Regions from separate parts of the Mus musculus genome. Here regions 2 and 3 are each linked to region 1. The links are chromatin contacts, called in public Hi-C maps. All regions are on one chromosome and are shown on one strand. Each heading gives the region's core, a stretch centred on a gene start, on an enhancer-like site or on the middle of the called end of the contact. The rest is flanking DNA. Distances are from core to core; before and after follow the strand shown.

Evidence for each region. Hi-C and Micro-C count contacts between places; a contact is called where the count stands out from the background.
Region 2: a contact with region 1 is called in a Hi-C map of cerebellum, with 1.6 times the contacts expected there. The contact joins two enhancer-like sites. A contact is called at or near these places in 7 of 39 promoter capture datasets (the 3T3-L1 cell line, 3T3-L1-derived adipocytes, the C10 cell line and 3 more), 2 of 484 Hi-C or Micro-C datasets (cerebellum and ventricular fibroblasts), 2 of 115 datasets of contacts at active chromatin or transcription factors (differentiating embryonic stem cells and embryonic basal ganglia) and 3 of 9 other capture datasets (embryonic tail, embryonic trunk and liver).
Region 3: a contact with region 1 is called in a Hi-C map of the N1E-115 cell line, with 9 times the contacts expected there. The contact joins two enhancer-like sites. A contact is called at or near these places in 1 of 15 datasets of contacts at CTCF or cohesin (the NIH/3T3 cell line), 9 of 484 Hi-C or Micro-C datasets (the G1E-ER4 cell line, the HPC-7 cell line, the N1E-115 cell line and 4 more), 3 of 115 datasets of contacts at active chromatin or transcription factors (acute myeloid leukemia, differentiating embryonic stem cells and fibro-adipogenic progenitors) and 2 of 9 other capture datasets (embryonic stem cells and pancreatic islet).

What each region holds. Positions count from the first base shown.
Region 1 is chr3:55,522,337-55,525,536 of GRCm38.p6, reverse strand. The region is part of intron 16 of Dclk1 (doublecortin-like kinase 1); the gene reads right to left. Among named protein-coding and RNA genes, the nearest start is that of Gm31796, 19 kb to the left of the region's middle. Within about 2 kb of position 1,601, at least 30 of the 459 cell types and tissues checked have an H3K27ac peak or open chromatin away from gene starts, as enhancers often do. A contact at or near this core is called in the N1E-115 cell line and cerebellum, where this site is marked.
Region 2 is chr3:55,964,544-55,967,743 of GRCm38.p6, reverse strand. The region is part of intron 31 of Nbea (neurobeachin); the gene reads left to right. All of the region lies in intron 2 of Gm31914 (a long non-coding RNA gene), which reads right to left. Among named protein-coding and RNA genes, the nearest start is that of Gm22784, 9.2 kb to the right of the region's middle. Within about 2 kb of position 1,738, at least 8 of the 459 cell types and tissues checked have an H3K27ac peak or open chromatin away from gene starts, as enhancers often do. A contact at or near this core is called in cerebellum, where this site is marked.
Region 3 is chr3:55,827,486-55,830,685 of GRCm38.p6, reverse strand. All of the region lies in intron 38 of Nbea (neurobeachin), which reads left to right. Among named protein-coding and RNA genes, the nearest start is that of Mab21l1, 47 kb to the right of the region's middle. Within about 2 kb of position 1,620, at least 36 of the 459 cell types and tissues checked have an H3K27ac peak or open chromatin away from gene starts, as enhancers often do. A contact at or near this core is called in the N1E-115 cell line, where this site is marked.

The DNA.
Region 1 (3,200 bases), core at 352-2,851:
CATGTACTACCACTCTCAGCTATTCCTGACTTTTTTTGCCACAGCAATAGCTATCAAGTGCTCTGGGGTTTCTGAACCTGGCCTGAGCCATCACTCAGGGGACATTAAGGGACAACTGCTGGACCCAATGCTCACTGTCCTCTGGAAGCCAAAAGTGTCACCAAAGTTTGACTGGTTTTGAAATTTGTCTGTGACTTGCTGGATGCTCTAAACTCACCCCCCCCACCCCACCCCCACCCCCCTTGTTACAGAAGAAGCCAGGGGTTGCGATGGGAGCTAGAAGGAGCGGTCAATCCCATGCTATCTGCTTGCCTCTGGCAGCCTCTGGCACTCAGCACAAGGTCAAAGCAACTGGCCACAAAGCAGGCCTCCTTGGGCAGAGATCTCAGTGTGCTGAGGGCACTATCTGGCTTCAATAGGGACACCTCTTTCAAACTGCACCCAGCAAGATACACTTAATAGACTCCGTTCCTTTTAACAGCCAAGCATGACGGCATTTAATAGCCTCCCAAAGCCAGCGCCTGGCTGCCAGGGTTTGCCTCATTACTCACTGTTTCAGGAGGGGCTTGAAACCAGTATGCACATTTTAGTCATGTCATGCCTGGGAACCCAACCAGTTTTGTCCTGTTTCACCTCCATGCTTCATCCTATTTAGCATTTTCAAAGGACTGGCCTCCTGTGTTTGTTTGTTTGTTTGGCTGGTTCTGTTTTTATTAACCAAGTTAGTTCATTTTGGTCACGGTCCTGATGGTCTGCATATACTTCAGATGCAGAAGTCTCTTCTGCGTGTTCTCGGCCATGATATGGGCCACGGGGGACATCTGCACTTGAGAGAGGTAGAAATGATGCAACTAGACCCACTTTGGCAGCGGGGAGGGAGGTTTAGAGCAGGGTGTGTTTTCTTGTGACTTGCAGCAGGGAGAAGCAATGTTTCAGGCCTCAGGGGGCATGGAATAGCCCAGCGAGCTTGTGGGCTTGGGCTTTGGGTGGTAAGGCCTCCTGGATAAATGGGCCAGCCAGAAAATGCAGCCCTGGCTGTAGGTAGAAAGCAGAGTTGCTGAGAAAGAATCAGGGGCATGAAAAAGAGAAAGAAGAAAATGGACACCCCCCCTCCATCCCATCATGTCTCCATGATCGATAAAATGTCTATTAAGAAGTCCTCACTGATTTGGGGCACTGCAAGGAGCCGGTTTTAGCAGCTGACACCCTCATGTGAGATACTTTGTAAGTGCAAGTGGGACCCAGGAGTACTCTGCCCAGAACAGTGTGAACAGCCACAAGCACTTACAAACACAAGCGCTGGGACTGGGGTCCTCTGCCGTCAACGATTGTTTATATTGAGGAGTTGGCCTGCCACTGTGGGTAAATGAATGCTCCCACTTCCGTGGAGATAAAAGGGAAGCATTTGTGATCAGCGAGGAGAGCGTGTTCATTCTGGGGCTAAATGGCATTATAAAACTTCCTAATTAAGCATAGACGGCAATGAGATTTTAGTGTCATGTCTCCAGTTTAGCTTTACATACTGTGTACGCTGTTTAGTGCAGCAGTAACTATAAACATTGTTGTTACTGCCCCCAGCTGGAAAGCAGAGCGGTTTATGTGTGGAAGAAGAAAGAGATAATCTCCCATCTGCTCCCGCCCGTTACTCAGGGATGTGTCATTTTGTCTGCCGATGGGGACTGTCGCTAGGCTTGCAGTTAGTCTTTTTAATACTGGATCACGTGTATTAATTATTGTGTTTACTTGACACTTTGCTTCTACCCTTAATTCTATAAGTTTTGTAATTCCTCAGAATGTTCCTTTTTCTGAGATTAGATGAATTTATGGATGCTTTAAAAAAAAAAAACAAAAAGAATACAAATAAGTCCAGATGTAATTAGACACACTTGAGGCCTGTTTTTCACCATCTATCAATTCTACATGTAGACGTCTGGCTGATCCGCCCCAGGACAGGACACACAGGGTAAGAAAGGCTGCATCCACCACTACGGCTCGATTTGCATAAAGTATGAAAGGGAGCAAGGCTAATCACCACAGGTAGACTTCTGCTTAGCCTTTGCCCCTGGCACAAAGCCACACTCCGGAAAGGCCCTGAAAGGGCACTGGAAAGGGCACTGAGTGTGCACAGCATGGGCGGTCCACTGGGGAGATCAGCATTTGTGAACTGTGTACCCTGCTGCACTCTCTTCAGTGCTGGAAAGTCAAAAGCTGGGTCTGTGTGCAGGCGAATCATAATTAACTCCCCCTCCCCCAGAGCTAATTTGCTTAGGTAAATGAAACACTAGATGTGGGATCCCCTCCCTTGGACCAATCCTGAAGGCACAAAGATCCCTTTCTGGGAAATCCTCTCACCGAGCCAGGGTGTTTTCCTATTATAAGCAGACCTAGAAACGATCATGACTTTGATCATGATTTTGGTTATTTGTCTGAATATTCTGCTTTTCTAAGCCCTTTGTTTTGAGACCCTAATTATAAAAAATAATTAGGAGCAATAATCAAAGGGGAAATGTATATGTATTATAATATATAAAGTATATATGTATCTATATACACATGAACATATATATATATATAATTTTTTTGTGGTAAAACTTGGCAGTCTGATCCATGAAATGGTGTCAGGCAGATACTGTGCTGCGCCAACCAACAGACTCTATTATTTGAAAAACAAATGCCAAAGCTCGGGGTGCTTTTTCCTTGGTGAGTGCTATAACATGGAGCTTTTACCTGGAGATCATTTTGGAGACATTAAGGTGAAGAGAAGTTCCCTAGAACTTCTCAGAGTTCATGTCTCAAACCATCGCAAGCCATCACGCTTGTGGGTAACTCTAGAGAGATACACACACAATGCCCCTGGCAGGAGACGCCAGCGCCATTGACTGGAATCGGAAACGAGGGGACAGAATTCATAAGCTGGTTAAACAAAGTCACACTTCCCATCGACCCCCTTGCTCAAGCAGAGAAGCCAACTAAAGAATCTGACAGTTACAAAATTCAGAAAGTAAATTCATGCAGGAGCTAGTACATAGAGGGAGGGGGAAGGGAACGGTAAAACAGAAACAAAACGAAAAGGTGGAGAACTTGAAAACACAAGCTTACTGACACACACAATGCATTCTGTAGCCCGCTGTATTGGGAGGCATTTCTACTGCTAAGGTGTAAATGCATTGTCTCACCGTCTGAGAAGGTTAAGGCTGGGC
Region 2 (3,200 bases), core at 489-2,988, 440 kb before region 1:
CTGGAAATGGTGAGCATAGTGTAGGGTTAGAACCTACTACTCAAGAATGATCACACATTGAGGAATCTATTTTCCTCTTTGCTTTACTTTTCTCCATATGAAATGGAAATGATAACTCTCTCCCAAATCAACTCTGATTCTCAAATTCTATTATACTGTTATAAAATATTATAATGATTATTATAGCTTAAGTAACTTCCTTTAAGTAGCCACAGTTAATTTTAATTCTGAGTTAATCTTTATTGAAAAATACAAAAAGAGGTTTGTATTTTTGGTTGTTAAAAAAAGATTGTAATTCCTTCATCAGTATAAAAGATTTAGATACTTGAAAATAAATATTCTTGAAAGGCATTTCGAACATAACTTAGAACCTGTCCCATGTATCTACATTTAAATATAAAATCATTCAAAAAATTTGGAGGCAACCGATTCTTTTTTTAACCCATTTTATATGCAATTAAAGTATCTCAGAGATTCAAAATAAAATGATATAGATACAATGAATCATTGCATTTAATATATCTTACAATTTAATCAAATGCAGCCTCAGAAAAATACTGCAGGTATTCACTAATTACCAACAAGAGTGCTTGCTTATTGGTTTTGCTATATAGTTGAAATTATGTTTGTATGTTGATAAAAGAAGGTATAGGTTTATTATATTTGTTATTGATTTTTAAAACGTATCTTTATATCAAAAATTTGAGAGATTATTGATAAGAAAGTGCTGTCAGCTTTAGTTATAAAGATTTAATTTATGAGTGTTTCTTAAGCTAAAATATTAAGATTAATATTAGGCAAAGAAGAATAAGCATTATTAAGGCATTACTAAATAGTTAAGTAATGTCACTTTCACAAATAGTCATATAAAATGATTATTAAAAGTTTCTAAGAAGTGGCAAATTATAATATTATGAAGTGTAGAAAATGCCTTTCTGTTCTGAAAAGTCTTGATTAAACAGTTGTTAACTCTGTTTTCTCATGTTTATTCAAATGGTGTTTGTTCCTTCTGGATTTCACATTACATCTCTATTTCACATGTCCAATTTATGTTTATAGGATATGAGTATGTTTATCCCTATCACTTTGTGCCAATCTATGCCTTTTTCTGTGTACACATAAGACTATCAGTCTAATATTAAATAACACAAATTAATAAGCTAATTGAAGTTGTCTGATTTAATTTTAAAGTATATCTTTACTTTTTGTGAAAACACAAATGAATAAATCCAGGTAATTTTTGAGATTTATAGGAGAGAGGATTCAGGATAATTAAGGAAAATATTTTTGTATTGATTTGGATTTATATTCAGATTTCTTTATTAAAACTTACAGCTGTCACCTTAATGGTCACTCCTCTCAGTTACACACACAGCATTTATACTTTTCAGAATGTTATTTTGGAACACTGGGACTTTTCCTGTGTTCCTGGTTGCACTTGTGCAAAATGCAATAGGAATGAAATCATTATTTGAAATTGTTAACAAGTTAGGATGAAATGGAAGAGCACAAAGCATGCTTTTCATGTTTTTATTCTTTTGAGGAAGAGTTTCCATGTAGTTAATATATGCAGTAGCTCAAGTCCTAGCAAATGTAAATGATGAGGTGATATTGATGAAAGGAGGGGATTGAGGTCTCAGGGGCACTGATGACGGATTGAACAGAAGCGGCCTTGCGCTGCACGTAACTCAAGTCTGTCGTCTTCACTACTCAAAGCCGTAATGGGAGGTGGCAGTCTGAAATGAGTTGCCACGGCGAGGAGTATTATTTTTGAAATGCTTTCACACAAATCACTAGGCCCTGCATACAACTTAGTTTCATGCTTTAATGTCATCAGGAGGCACAAATTGGTGTGTCTAATTGTTTGCCACCTGCCAGCAAAATGAGCTGCCAGCCAGCCAGACGGGTTTGATTGTCTGTCAGCCATTCAATAGATTGAGAGTGACAACATCAAAAATGTAACTTCAAACTCTGAAGCCTTGAGCAGCTTTGCAGAGACATCATCCCCACAAGAACTCGTGGACTGCTTCATTTTCCATTCTATTCCTAGTATATTGCTGACATTTACCTTATCTGTCCTAAGGTAGCTAGCTATAATTGCATTATGAGGTATATAAACATATTTCTGAAACACTAAAGTCTGAAATCCAAGTTGTGACATATCTTTTAACAATAGATTGCATTCCTTGAAAAATGGGATCCAAGATGACAGACAGCCTTTAGAATGAAAGTGCAAAAAGCTCCCAGTGACAAACAGAAGGCTTCTATACATAAAGTATTTGGTTTTACTTTTAGTTGAAATAACTGTAAACTCAGTTTCTCAGTTCTTTAACTAGCACTATGTAACTGTACTGGAAATTACTTGTGATATTCCTTTTGTTAACCAACTACTTATTGGTCTGTTGCAGTCATTGCAGCAATGTGTTTCTTAGGCTTAGACTGTAATTTTGGAAATGACGTGCATAAGCAACTGTAGAGACTGGAGTTCTCTTCACTTACGTACACTAGTTGTCTCTTCCTATTTGCAGTAGAGCCATAGAGAATTTCGATGTTTTAAAGTTTATAATTTTTAATATGTAAATAGCAACATCAAATTTTAGAAATGCTTAGGTATAATAAAACAAACTTATTTTTAGAATTTGATATTTCTTCAAAAATTTTATGTTATTCTTCATATAGATGTTTTTATCTACTTGTACAGTAAGTGCTGGTTCTTTTTATTTTTTTTCATTGTATCAGTGAAGATTTAAAAACCTGTTTTTGATTACACTGAATTACCAAAAGGTATATCTCCGAAACCACTCTTCACTTCAGTGTATGTAGAGATTGCACACAATTTTTATTATTGAATGAAAATATATCTTCTGGTTTTGTTTCTAACAGCCATGTGGAAATGGATGTAGCAGTTACAGAATTCTGCAGCAACACTGCACCTCTGGTAGATTTACTAGCAAACTGTGGTTGGCTAATAGTTCTAGTCAGGCTGCCACTAACTGCACCACTGTGAACTCTTCTCCAAATCTGCCAGAGCTTGGGCCCCACTATTAGCTAAAATTAAAGTCTGTATTACACACATTTAGCTTGAGAAGATAGATAATAAATGAAAAAATTTTGATTATTGATATATTTTATTGTTATTCTTTTAAAAATTGTAAATTTAGTCTATTTAGAAAGCTTGCAATTGTATGACTTCCTTGACT
Region 3 (3,200 bases), core at 371-2,870, 310 kb before region 1:
AAATAACACTGAAAAATATGACTAACATCACGAAAAAAGAAGCTTAATTTGTATTTAATGGGTAGATTTAGGGGATGGCTGACATAGTAGAATCTGTGTTAGCCTGGAAAAGGTATTGATTGGGAAGTTTCTGTTGTATAATTACTTTTTTTGCCAGGAAAAAAAATTCATGGTGTATTGATCTAGATGGGGGCCTCTGTGCAGCAGCTTCCCTTGGCTAGCAGTGAGTGTCATCTTTCAGCCATGATAAATGGTAACACACTGGCCCCACATAATTACCTTGTGCTGAAATGAACCTCCTATCCCCTTCCCAGCACAGCGATATAACAGCCGGCTTCATCTGAAAGCCGTAATTTACTGGACTAATCATCCTCTTAATACGGGACAATCCGTCTCTCCTAGAGTATGACCTGTGTTGGCTAACTGAAACAGAAACATCTTTTAAAGTAATGAGTGAGTTAAAAGACTGCACAGTGTGCTGCAGTTTTACCACTTCTCAGTTGTTTCTTATCTATGCTGTTCCTGCCTATTCACTCCTGGTCACTGGGGATTCTGTACAGGAGATGTAGACATGGTCAAATGCTTGGTTTGCAGTGGGCGGTGATTTATGAAAATTAGCCTATTAAGTTTACAAAATGACTAAATTTTGTAAATATTAAATATTTATTTAGGTGACACTTGTTTTGAGGAAACTGCCACTTAAAATTCTTGCATATAAAATTTTAAGTCTTAAGCAGCATTTCTGTTTTATAAATTCTTTCTCTTTGACACTTACTTCCATCAAGCAGTGAATAAGCCCCTGGGAATGTAAAGATCACACTGTCCCTAGCCGTTCGAAAGACTAAGATGGTTTCTATTGCTCGTCACTCTTATGACAAAGATGCTGAGTGTGTTACCAAAGACCTGTCCTTCATGCCCCTGCCTTAATACTGTCCCCCCACCCCGTAATGACTTTGATTTAAATAATGCTATTTAAAGGGTGTCAGGCAGTCATTTTAGATCATTGTAAGACCCTGGTGAAGCATTGGATCAAGGTCATTTTCAGAGATTGTACTTAGTTAAATAAATGTACAAGTTTTCACGAAGGGTCCAGCTTTTCAGTGTGCTGTTACAAGCTCCCTCGGAGCCTCTGGGAATACCACATAAAGCATAGCTGCCTCTGCCTTGAAGGCACTGTATTTTATATTTTCCTTCTCTTTGATAATTTTCTCCTCATAATTCTGTTTATTCTCACAACTGAGCACAAAAGTTTTGATTATAAATCAGATCCATCACTTTTGACAGTTGGTGGAAACCCTATATAGAGATAGGAACATTTAGGATCATTTAGGGTCATTTTTTGCTACATTTTATTAAAAATCACTACTTAAAAAAAAAAAAAAGACCGAACAGTTGGAGGATGGACCAGGAGGGGAATAAAATATTGAGTGTAAATAAATAAATAAACAAAACAAATAACAACAACAATGACTGAAAAGTTCCCCCGTGGCTGTAGCCCAGGTTGATAGTTTCGTCCTACCATCATCACAGCTGGCTTCTTGCTGTTCACGGCTAACAAGTGAGATGCATGCAGATGAAAGACACCCTGATCGTGTGTAGTCATTTCCTGTCACGTTACCAGCCTTAAATTACTTCCATGGCCTAGCACTGCTTATCAAGAAAGCCCAGACCCAACTTCTGCATTGAACTGTGCTGTGCTCCAGGAAAATGATACTTCCTTAAAGCCGCCTCGAGAGGGTAGCTCATCACCACACTGTCATTTTCTAAAGTGACTATTATGTTTGCTCCCTGAGGAAATACTGTCTCTGATCAAGTCATTTATCACTTAAATTCTAGAATGCGTGTGCTAAAGTAAACATGTCTCTTTATTTTAATTGTTAACATATTTTTAAATGAAACAAAAAGTTAGGCTAAAATGCCTCAGGTCAAAGTCTCATTGAGCTGGGGTTTTCTTAAATATTTATTTGAGCAAAATGGGAAGGGAAGCTGCACTGAAAGCTTCAGAGGTCAGGGAGCTATAGTGAGTTTGATAGAAAGCAGCTTTTCTCCTTCCGTTTCTAAATGGTCCCTGCTTTGATTATAAGCATTTATTATAATTATCAAGAGATTAGGCCGTTGTTATAGAATCCTAGTAATGGGACCATTTAGAAGGAATATAATGGCAGTTTATTGGATTCTGCAAAGGAAAAGAGTGCACAGATAGAGTGGTCTGTTTTGTGCATGGCTCCACTCCTGGCTGAGGATACTGATTTTATTATTTCATCTCTGTCCTTTCGCTGTGGTAGGTTTTGGTGGCTTGGGGGTGGGGGGTGATCATGTTCTCTAATATGTGACCTGACCTTTGGCCTTTGTATGCTTTTTATCTTGTGTAAACCACACATATGTGTATGTGTTGACTTTTCACTGTTAATATCTTTGCTATAAAAATCAGTACAGTTGATGCCCAGTTAGTTCTGCATAAATGAAAAATGTGGACCTAACATTTTTTTAATATTCCAATTCATTTAGAGACACCCACATGGAAGATATAAGATGGGGGTTGCTGAATTCAGTGGATTAGAGTTCCCTAAATCTGTAACTAGCAGAATTTCAGTATGTGCAGAAGTACAAGAGAACAGTTAGAGAATTGATATCTGTAGAGAGAAGGGACCATGCTGTCTGTCAGAAATGCCTGTGCTAGGAAGAGGCTCGAGTTCAGAAAAGGCCGTTCTCATGCAGTGAGATACTAGGGAAGCTATGCTAGTGATCTTGGATGTCCTGAAAATAAATGATCACTGGCCATCATCCTTGCCTAGCATCCTGTGAAAAATAAGCCTTCTGAAGGTTTTTGGTTCATTATTTTATTTTGTTTTGTTTTTGTTGTTTTGTATTGTTTGTTTGTTTGAAAATTACCTTGTTTTTATCAAAGTCATAAAGAAAATTACTTTTATTTAAATGTTTATATTTTCTGCTGGGATTTTGTGGGGATAGCCTTCCCCCTCTGCCTTCCTCCCTCTCTCTCCCTCCCTTACCCCTCCCCCATCAGCAGTGTCACACTCTGTAGTACAGGCTTTGAACTTTAAATCTCCTGCCTGAACCTCCTGAATAGCTGGACTCACAGGCCTGCCCTGCTACTCCTAGCCTAAATAATATTTTTTGAAGCATTTCAAATCTGCATTATCTCTACTTTTTCTGAATCATATTATCAACATACATAGTGT